Regions from separate parts of the Drosophila melanogaster genome. Here region 1 is linked to region 2. A link is a contact called in public Hi-C data. All regions are on one chromosome and are shown on one strand. The core of a region is the stretch at or near the end of the contact, and the rest is flanking DNA. Distances in the headings are between cores, read along the strand shown. Region 1 holds the start of Sik2 (Salt-inducible kinase 2). Region 2 holds the start of east (enhanced adult sensory threshold).

Region 1 (5,268 bases), core at 1,896-4,395, 49 kb after region 2:
GTGTCGCGCCGGCGTGGGCGTTACGCTCACTCATGAGTACCGTCTGATGGCGGCTAAGTCTTTTGTGGCACTGATCCTTGGCCAGGATCGAGCTGGTGGATATTGTCTTGGACTGCTGCTGCGATTGTTGCTGCGTCGGTTGGTGGTCATTTCTGGAGCTGTAGATCATCCGACTGGCGGAGGTCGACGAGGCAAGGGCGCTGGCGCCTAAGCCGTTGCTCTGCTCCTTCTTGTGGCTAACTCGATCCTGCAGGAGCAGATATATGGCCGCGACATGGTCGTAAGTGTTCTTCTTAAGACTGGCTCGCGTCTTGTCCGACCCAATGCCGACATACTCGGCCATGATGCGAAGAATGTCCTCGCTGGGTTCCACGGACGTCTGCCGCTCGGCGCCCAGATTGTACTTGGCTATCAGGACGTGCTCCAGCAGCTCGGGGCACATCCAGCGATGGCGTTTGATTTGGTCGATGGTGTACCGCCTTGTGGGCTCCAGTACCAGCATCCGGCGAATGAGGTGCTCGCACTCGGAGCTCATAAAAAACGGAATGCGAAAGCGACCGGAAAGCACCCGATCCCGGAGGCTCTGCAGCGTGGATCCGTCGAAGGGCAGGGCCCCACATACCAGCACATAAAGCACGACGCCCAGTGACTGCAGGAAATTATACATTTTTGGATAAATTGACACGTATACTTCGCACCACTTACCCAAATATCAATCTCTGGACCCGTATATTGCTTTCCCTCGAAAACCTCGGGAGCTGCGTACGGCGGTGATCCGCACCAGGTGGCCAGTAATTCTCCCGGCTTGAAGTGATTGGAGAACCCGAAATCCGCTATTTTGATGTTCATGTTCAAATCCAGGAGCAGGTTCTCCGCCTTGAGATCCCGATGCACTATGCCCTTCTTGTGACAGTACTCCACCGCCGATATGATCTGCCAGAACTTAAAGCGCGCCGCCGACTCGGACATCCGCCCGTACTTGGCAATGTAATCTGGATAAAATATAAAGGTAAGTCCATCTCATTGAAACCCTTATCAACTTAAGAGAATGCGAGAGATTTAAAGCTAGTGTTGTTCGTCCAAAGGTCAACAAGTCTGTGCGCAATGTGGGTTCAAAAGTCTGCTAACTAAATCGAGTACTGTACTCTACAGTCCGAGTTTAAAAAATTTTTTTTAAAATGAAGCCTCAACCCACCGAAGATCTCTCCTTGGCTGGCATACTCCGACACTATGTAGATCATATTCTTGGTCTCCATAACCTGTGGGATTGGTAGAACGGGATTAGGAATACGATTCTTGGCAGGATCTGCCACAGCAAATTCTGCTGACCTGGTAGAGCTTAATGATGTGAGGGTGCTTCAGGCGCTTCATGATCTCCACTTCGCGGTAGACTTTCTGTAGGTTTGTCTGGTCCAGCTGCGACTTGTCAATGATCTTGATAGCCACCTCGTTCTTGGTGATTCGATGCCGGGCCAGCTTGACCACTGCAAAATTTCCCTTGCCAATGGTGCGCTCGATGTCGTAGAAGCCCACGCGCATGGGCTCCTTGAGTTTGAGCAGGTCCTTGCCACTGATACCGCCCGCGCCCACCGCAGAGGATGTGGGACTGGGACCGGGCGTGGAGCCACCCCCGCTGGCAAAGAGCTTCTGGGCGAGCAGTGCATCCTTGCAAGCCACTATTGCGTCTATCGAGGGCGAAGCAGCACCGGCATCCAGGAGCACTGAGCTCCGGAGGGCATCCAGTGGGGGGTGTGAACACGCTCCTTCTGCTCCTTTTGCTTCGGTTTTCCCGTTTTGGGGCAAATTCTCCGGCGGCTTATCCAGCTGCTTCTCGTTCCTCTCATGCTGCGGCTGCTTCTTCTTCTGATCCTCCGGCGGCTGGCTCTCCTCGGACTTGGCCTGGCTCCCATTCTCGCCAGCGGCCGCCGCCTCGCACGTGCTCATTTTCCAACTGCGCCACCCTGGGCGGGAAATCTCACACGGAGAGCGCGAGGCGGAGGGAGTGGGAGATCGCGATCGACAGCGAGATGGTGATGCACATGCTCACACACACCTCCTGTCTCATGACAGCGCTTCTGCGGGAATAGAAAAAGTAGAGTGGTATATTTTGGGTAGAATTACAATACAATAATGAACTGAAACTTTTTGAATGGATGTGCGACTAATGTTGTGTGTTCCCCATGTACATATATGTGCATAGAAAATATGTAAGTGCAATAAAGAACGGGATGACTCCGGAGAAGGGGTGGGCAGTCGTCGCTTGATAAGAGATTACCTCGGCTTTCCGAGTGTGTATGTGTATGGCTTTCGGACGCGGACTCCACAAGCCACCAAAGCTGCACTCTCCCTCTCTTTCTCAGGCAGTGTTGCCACAGTTCAATTGCAATGGTAAACTGGATTCACGTTTAAATTTAATCTATCACGATAATAATAGTGTTATTTCACTCGCATATCGCATATGCGCACCAGGTACAGACAAATATTTTAAAAACCATTAGCTGAGGTCCTCAAAGACATGCAGATCCATTTGTTAGTGCCCACCAAAAGGAAGACATTCAACGAAAATGGCTGACGCTGCACTTCCGCTTTCAAAATGGCTTTTTTTCCAGCCACAAAATGGCCGAGGTGCCAGCACTGACTGTGTGTGCGGCTGAAAGTGTGTGGGTGCCAGCGTGCGAGTGTATGTGTGTGGGTGAGTGTTGGTGAAAAATCAATAAGCAGAGCAACCGCATCGCATCGTGGAAATGCTCCGCGGTGCCAGTGGCCACTGTTGTTTCCTTCAGGATGCAGTGCAACCGATTCAGAACCACTGCCAGGAGATTTCCCCTTAAAGCTGCTCTCCCCAAAAATACCGTTATTGGTGAAAGCGTTAAAAGCACAAGCCTCGCCGGTTGACAAAGAAGTTTCGAGCAGGAGCGGTGGCAAAAACTGAGAATAGGCTACAGGCTGGGCCAGCTTAATCCGAATCCGGTTACTGGCTATGAGAGGATAAACGCTGGCGAGGATCCGCTTTACATCGCGTCCGCGGAGCGCCACACATGCGGCTCGGAACAGCACAGCACGGCACACACAGACACAGTCGCTGCGACACACACGGCAGATGGCTAGGAAACGTGGCTGCCTCCAATCCCGAGCTGCGTCCAACTGGCGTCCGTATTTGACGCAAGCTCGGCGCTGTCTGCCCCATTCCACCCACTCGCCCCTCAATTTCCGACCCTCACCAGCACACACATGAGGGTTGCCAAGTGAGCGCCAAGTGCCGAGCATCGAGCATGCGCCAACTTTTTCGCGAGGGTGGGAAGTTTGATGGAATTCATTTGAATTTCGCGCCCTTTGATCGTAAAACAGTATGCAATATAACCCGTTTCACCGATTCAGCTTTCAGATAGACAGTGACCGGTACAACTAACAGAAAGAGTTTGAACTATTTTCAAATTTTTTTCAGATATACTCAGATATACTTTTGCTACTGATTTGTATTGGGATGTTGCTCTTTTATATAAAATATCCACCACATTCTAGGTAAAAATGAAGTCCACATGTATTCCGGATATGACCACACATATATATTTCTTATATTCATATTCGCTGAAGGTCTTACATTAAATATTTTGTACAGTGGAACGGCTGCCGACGGCTTTCGGTCGGTCCTCTCTCTCTGTCTCTGAAACGTGTCATCTCGCTCGCTTCCAAGCGTGAGCCCAAACCGACGGGATCTGGGATCCGGTATCCGTCTTGCTGGCGCCATTCCCTAACGAAGTCAGTTAGTATATACACGGACCGATGCAACTTATGTACATGGAACAGATTTCACAAAAACAAGCTAAAAGCATTCATAGATTAAGGGTTTCTTCCACCCTAGAAATGCAAGCGTATGCCAAGAGTTTCACCTCGAGTGCTGATGGCTGTACGTTTGCATTTGCTAGGGATTGGTCTTGTTTGGATTATAGTGTTGCTTTCTGGGGCTAAATCTGGCCGGGATCTTGCTGAAGCGGCTGCTGCTGCTCTCCTTCCTCCTCTCCCTCCTCACCGTAGCAGCGCCGCTTAAAATCGCCAAAGAGATCTGCACGCGGCTGCAGACCTTGTTGAAGATGATCCATGCTCACCGTCTGCGTAGTGTTCCTGGAAGAGCAACAACTTAGTTATAGACTTTGAATAAGTATCCCTTTATCCTTACCCGGTTTTGGTGAGCACTGTACATCCGTGCTCTACCACCATGGTAAGTGAATAGAGCGTGGCCAGATTACTCATGCTATCGGTCTCATAAAGCTCTATATCCGGCAAACGGATCTGTGTCTGTTGCGAATCCTGCAAAAATCGGGCGATGCGCTCATTGACGCTCATCTTGATGCTGAATCCTGGACGCTCGCCATTGATGCGGCGACACCCTGCTCGTATCTCACGTACTTCCTGTCCCTGGGCGTGTCCAGGAGGCGACGAGGAAAGAAACGGATTAGAGGTTTCGCCGGACATCTCACTCTCGATTTGGCGGGAAGCCGGCATGGTGCCATCTGCATTTGTTTCCATCTCTGAGCAGGCATTCTGAATCTCGATAGGCTCGGAGACGCCGGCTGGTTGGAAGCGGGAAAGATCCTGAAGAGATTCTGGAAGTTGGACTGGAGACTTCGAAGGCGGTTCCATACCCACCGCTCCCGCTTCGGTGCCAGACATAAGAGTGTCATCTTCTCCAATTGTGTCATCCGAGCGAATTTGAGGCAGTAGTGATTTTTTTGTAAGCTTCCTTTTTGGATCGTATCTGGCTCCGGGTCCGAATTCGTTTCCCGGCCAGTCGGTGAGTTCATCGTCGCCCTCGCGATCGGTGTCGTGCCGTCGATGACCACCTACTTCCGCCTCGCTATCGGTGGACGAGCTCAGGGAACTAGAGCTTAAGAAGTCATAAAGTTCGCTACAATCCATTGACTGAGCTTGGAGCTGCAGCTGAGGCTGTGGAAACGTTTGGAAGCGGCGGCGACGTTCCGTTTTGGATGAGCTACTGCTGCTGTGTCCCGGCGCCTGCCCCTGCGCCTTTTTGCGCAGCAGCGGAGCAGCTGGTGGCGTACTCAATAACAAGGCATCAATATCGGTCACAGGCACAATGGTGTCCATGCTGATGGAGTTAAAATTGGCGGTCGTAAAATCAGCACTTGGCAAAGGTAGCTTCTGGACCGCGTCCTTTTGATCGGGCAGCTCCTCCATCTCCAGGCTCACTCCTTCGGGTCCTTCAGAACGATGACATTTCAAGTCCTTGTCCTTTGTCTCAGTCTTTTG
Region 2 (5,349 bases), core at 1,546-4,045:
GAAGAACACCAACTAAACTAAACGCAGCAGGTAACCAGTTAGCAGGTGCAATTTAGTCAGCAATAAGCCGTTTATGGAATACCCTTACCAATTCTGCTGCAAAGTAAAAGAATGGAAGAAAACGGGCACCCTAGATGCCGAGTCAAGCAGGTTGACGAAGGGTTGGAAGATGGGCAGGGGAACGGCCAATGCTAATGGGCCAATTTCCACCTTGAATTTCTTCCCCAAAATGCCACTAAACAACTCATTTCAAACATAAAACAGTTAGGACCCGTCGAGTACGATCGAATGGGAACGGAAAATAGCTGGTTGAAATGCGCTAATGGGGCGAAAAAAGCGTCAGAAAATACAAAACCAATATGGCGGCCATTCGACACGAAAACGAATGACGCTGCAATGACGAAAAGAGGAGACCGATGAAGAGCGTGGCAACGGCGAAGAGCGCAAAATGAGTGCGCCGGTGTGCGTGTGTGAGAGGCCATCGTAAAAGCCTTGTTTGCGTGCGGAATTTAACTGTTTTCTCGCCGTCTGCGAATTGCGGGGCACTCACACACGCATATTCAGCCGCACATCTGGGAAAATGGGGAAAATCGTGGCAAGACGACAACAAATACGGGGCTTCTAAAAACTCTGCCAATTCGCCGCGATCTTTTTCTTTCTCTGTCGCTCTCTGCCGCTCTCTAATTCACGTGGGTTTTCATGTTCATATGTGTGTGTATGCTGTGTGTGTGCTTCTCATTTTACTGTAGTCCGCAGCTACGTTCTTTTTGTTGAGCTTCGGGGCTGCCGGAAGTTTTCTTTTTATCCACCTATCGCCGATTGCTCTTTGCTCACTTCGCCTATCGCTGCTTCTTCTTTGCTGCGTGGCGTTTTCGTTTTGTCGGCCATTACGTTTTCCAATTGCCTTTGGCGCAGCCACACACAACACAAAACACACAAAGCGTGTGTGTGCGGCTGCCAATGTAGATGTACATGTTGATGTGCGCCCGCAAAGAAAAATCGTTTTCTAGGTGGAATTATTCAAGTGGGCGTCGTGCGAAAGTATTTCCGTGGCGAAAACTAGTTTAAGAATCGCGAGATTCACCCAATCTTAGTCAGGATCAAAGGAGAAAGGTAAGAAAGACGCCAGGGCGGGCAAGCAACTAGGATAATCGATCGCAATGGCCTTGGTTACTAGTTGGTGATGTCAGTGGCGACGGAAATGGAAGTCCTGGCCACGCACTTGACCCAGTTCGGGAAAATCGCTTTTCTAGTCCCTCCAGAAGCGGCCGAATGGAAAGCGGGCGGAAGAACCATGCATAAAGCTATTGATTTTCCCTCATTTCCCAAGCAATTAAGGCCTTTGCCTTTAACCCAGTTACACGTACATATATCCATATGTACATAAGAACATACAAATGTCGGCATCTACATAATCGCAATGGTCCTTGGGCGGGTGCGAAAGTGGATAAACGGGAGAACCCTTGAGAGCGGGTGGGAGTTGGGCTAAGGACGTCGCCTGACACTTGCAGGATTCAGATTCAGATCTAGCCGCCTGCCGCCCTCCCTTTCGGGAAATGGAAGCTTGTGAAACGTGCAACAACCTACGCCACAGCATCACAAGTTGAGGAAAACCAGGGAAAATCCGCAGGAAAACCGAAAAGGAGTAGGGCAAGTCTGGCGCTCGGTGGTGGCGCTCGCTTCTTCCCAATTACCACCCCCGAATCAACGACATGTTATTTTGCCGAGTCCTTTTTTTGCTTTTTACCGACGCAGAAAAAAAGACGCATCAGCAGCACCAACAACAACAGCCGACGTCGCGGCGAAAAGAGCGAACAAACATTTGCCAAAAACAACACGTACACCGGACGAAAACGCACGTCGACCTGTTCACTTCCCTACAAAAACAGAGTTGCGAAACATCCCAAGTGGTAACGTCAATCCTTTTGTTGCAATGAGTGCAAAACAATTTTTAAAACAATTGTATTTATTGACTATTTTACTTATTTTTATTATTATTTTTTAAGTGCATTGTCAGTTGGAATTTCAATGTTCCCATTATTTATAGAAGTTGACCCAGCAAATGTTTCAATTTACGCGCGATTATGCTTTTTAATATGACTGACATAAATCAAATCTGTATAAATGCAAGATATGAAAATTATTAATTTCAAAAGCATTCCCAAGGGAAAAGTAAAAAATTAAAAGTTTAATTAGTCAGGACAAAGCTATCCGAATGCAACTTCTTTGAACTCATGATGGCGACGAGGAATACATCCTGGCGACGGCAGGACAGGCAGCCCTCCCCGCCGCCCACAAGCAGGGTTGCATGCACGCCAAGCCAAATCCGAAAGCAAATCGGGGCCGATAGTGCATAATATCGTGCGGCGAAGAGCGAGACGAAGAGTCGTGGCGAGTTGTGGCGAATTGAGGTTTTGCGCCGTCGGGCCGAGCGTCGCTCTTTTGCTCTTCATCTTGGCTCGTTATTTCGCTTCGCACCGTGTTTGCGTTCACAACTCTTGTTCGGGTTCTGCATTTTATTTTATTATTATTTTTTTTTGTTTGTTGCTATTCGGTGAGTACCTGCGGAAAAGTAAGGCAAGGCGATGAATGAAAGGAACAAAAAGGAAAAGAAAACGAAATGAAAAGCCATGCAAAGGGTTTTCCTCGTCAACTCGCTTGTTTGTGTTTTGTGTGCAAAGTGCCTGGTGAAAAGATGTACTCGCCGTACTGCCAAATGAGAAAACGGCAGGCGTTCGTTTATTAATGCTCGCGTTCGTATTTTTGCGAAAACCTGGTGAAAAAGAAATTTTCTGTGCTCGCTACTGCCTGTGAGTGTGTGTGAGTGAGTGTGCGTGTGCCTGTGCGCTGCTCGTGTCTGTGTGCGCTCGCTTTGGGTGTGCATGTACGTCACTGCCACCCATTTTTGTGTGCTGTTCTGGTTCTTCGTCCCGTCTCGTGTCGCCTCGCTGTTCCCTCCTAGCCGTCCCTTGCGGTTTTTGCTGCAACTCTGCGGAAACTCTCCACGAATTCCCCCCTTGCCTAGCGCACGAAGAGGATGGCAGCTCTGCCAATTCTTTGGTAACTTTTCCGCCTAGTGAAAACTGCTGCCAGTTTCCGTTCGCTTCAGGTACTCCGCTTCTTCCGTTCCGTCCAACTGACTGTCTGCCCGTGTTTACAATCGCGGCGTTTTTGCACACTGTGCCGTGCGTCTGTGTGAGTTCTACTTGGTGGTATATCTGTGTACATGTACACACATCGATACGACAGCGGAGTCTTCATTTTGTTATTGCCATTCTCTTTCACTTCCTTTTCGCCTGCTTTGTTGCTGTCGTCGCTGTGACAGTTATGCTAGTTGTTAGTGTGCGTGTCGTGTCCGTGTGAGTTTTCCGCGTTTCTTCGCCGGTGCGAACTGCAATCTGAAATCTCGCACTCGCGCTAAAATGGCGCATGTCAGAATCGAAATTAAAATCATAAGCCAAAAGCTACTCTGATCGTCAGGCCACGAAGAAGCGGAGAAAGAAGATGAAGAAGGAGGACCAGCAAGCGGCAACAGCAGAAGCAGGATACCTAACCAATTTGAGGATTATTCAACATCTCATCGACTCTTCAGCTTCTCTTCTCAGCCTTGCCCAGTTGCTGCTTCTTCCGACTCTGCTCTTCTCTCCTCTACACGCCACTCGTCTCCTCTGCTCTTTTCTCGTTTTGCTTTCCTCGCATTCTCGCAGCTCCCAGCTGCTGCCAAAACTTGTTTTCAGCAGCGATAGAAAAGAGGGGCAATGGAGCTGGACAGTGGCTGGCAAGGAGAAGAGGGGGTTTCTGGAAACCGCAAAAGCATGTTTAATGTTCTAGTCGCGTTACTGGACTCCGAATCGGAATCGAGTGAACGGATCGGATCGGATTGTCCTGGGGATTGAATGAGCTAAAAGGGGCTAAGAGAGCGGCTTACTTTCGGCCAGGTGAAAGCCAGGGCCATAAAACTAAGTTTACCACATTACCGCTTAGGATTTCGCTTCGGCTCAGATTAGCTGTTATACTGAAGTTTGGAGATTAAAGTCCTTTGATAATATTCTTTTAGTTGGATTGAATCGACTTAATAGTTGATTAGTTTGGAGAAAACACAACAATGTTGAGTTACAACTAAAAATTTGATTTATCTAAGTGAGCATATACATTATGACTTAGCAATCCAAAGGCTTATCAAAGTTTTCAATGCTTATCAGGGATTTTACAGGTGGGATGGGATTTCCATTCACTTAACAAGTTTGAATTTAGAAGATAACGAAAATATTTTGGTCTTCCAGAACGATTTTATAAGAGCATTATAATTAAAGTTGAAAGGATGCAAAAGAAACCCAGAATGGCGTTTCTTTTTGTTTTTTAAATCTAGTGCAGAATTTAACCTACTTCTGGGTTGAGCTGTTTTTGCTTTGCCAATTAGAACGTTATTCCCACATGGCGGATTAGTAATACGACTTAGTAACTTTCTTTTTCCCCTTCTTCGCGTCCTTGCAGATATTCTTCACATCACAGTCAACCAATGGGACCAAATCACTGCGACTCGAACTGGACACAATCAGCATCGGATCGCAGGGAACAACAGGAGGTGGTGGAGCAGCAGCGCCAGAAGGCGTCGGGGGAGCGGCCATCATAGGAGCAGCAACGTCGGCAGCAGCTGCCCAGGGCCCCTCGAGAATGTCTAGCCGGAAGGTGCCAGGAGGCTCTGGAGGAGCTGACGAATCCACAGCAGCAGCTGCCCCCCTGGATGATAATGCCAATGCCAGTGTGGAGATTCCAGACAGCAGCGAGGAGCCAGCAATGGGCGTCGGCGAAGAGATGTCTATCATAAGCAAAACACGCACCTCAACTTTGTCAGTGGAGCCCGCTAAGGAGCCAACAGTAACAGCAGAGCTGGAAGGCGAAAAAGAGCTGGAATCGAATCCAGTCTCCAAAACTCCTAGGTCCACGCCTACGCCAACCCTTACGCCAGCCGTCACGCCTACCGCCAGTGATGGAGTGGCGGCCAAGAGCGTGAGGGTTACCCGGCACTCGTCGCCACTGCTTCTGATCATCTCGCCCACGACAAGTAGACGTGAGGTCGGCGACGGAGAGCTAGACACCGAGGAACCAACGGGATCGGGTGGCCAAAGAAAGAGCTCCGTGGAGCGATCTTTGGCGCCCGTTATACGCGGACGAAAGTCCATCAAGGATCTGAAAGAAGCCAAAGAAGTCAAGTCCGAGGAGCCGCCTGCCGCAGCATCAGAGTCACGAGCTGCAAGTGGAGTGACGCCTGGCCAGGTCAAGGAACAGCATGTCGCGGATGGCAACGAAATGGAATCCTTGCCAATCACAGACAAGAAAGACCACAAA

The links. A called contact is a pair of places that touch in the nucleus more often than the background predicts.
Region 1: a contact with region 2 is called in a Hi-C map of the Kc167 cell line, with 2.3 times the contacts expected there. The contact joins the promoter of Sik2 here to the promoter of east in region 2. A contact is called at or near these places in 35 of 107 Hi-C or Micro-C datasets (the D17-c3 cell line, the Kc167 cell line, the ML-DmBG3-c2 cell line and 13 more) and 3 of 6 datasets of contacts at active chromatin or transcription factors (the Kc167 cell line and the S2 cell line).

What each region holds. Positions count from the first base shown.
Region 1 is chrX:2,058,770-2,064,037 of dm6, forward strand. It overlaps Sik2 (Salt-inducible kinase 2), which reads right to left and starts at 3,146. Exons shown (of 9, transcript NM_130616.3): 1 at 2,853-3,146; 2 at 1,330-2,075; 3 at 1,196-1,259; 4 at 706-992; 5 at 1-649. The coding sequence starts at 1,944. It overlaps CG4281, which reads right to left. Exons shown (of 4, transcript NM_130617.4): 3 at 4,178-5,268; 4 at 3,544-4,122. The coding sequence ends at 3,966.
Region 2 is chrX:2,009,848-2,015,196 of dm6, forward strand. east (enhanced adult sensory threshold) reads left to right here and starts at 2,796. Exons shown (of 8, transcript NM_001258556.2): 1 at 2,796-2,810; 2 at 4,495-5,349. The coding sequence starts at 4,675. lncRNA:CR45478 (long non-coding RNA:CR45478) reads left to right here and starts at 110. Exons shown (of 1, transcript NR_123772.1): 1 at 110-440. It overlaps mir-2496 (mir-2496 stem loop), which reads left to right and starts at 453; the gene lies at 453-570.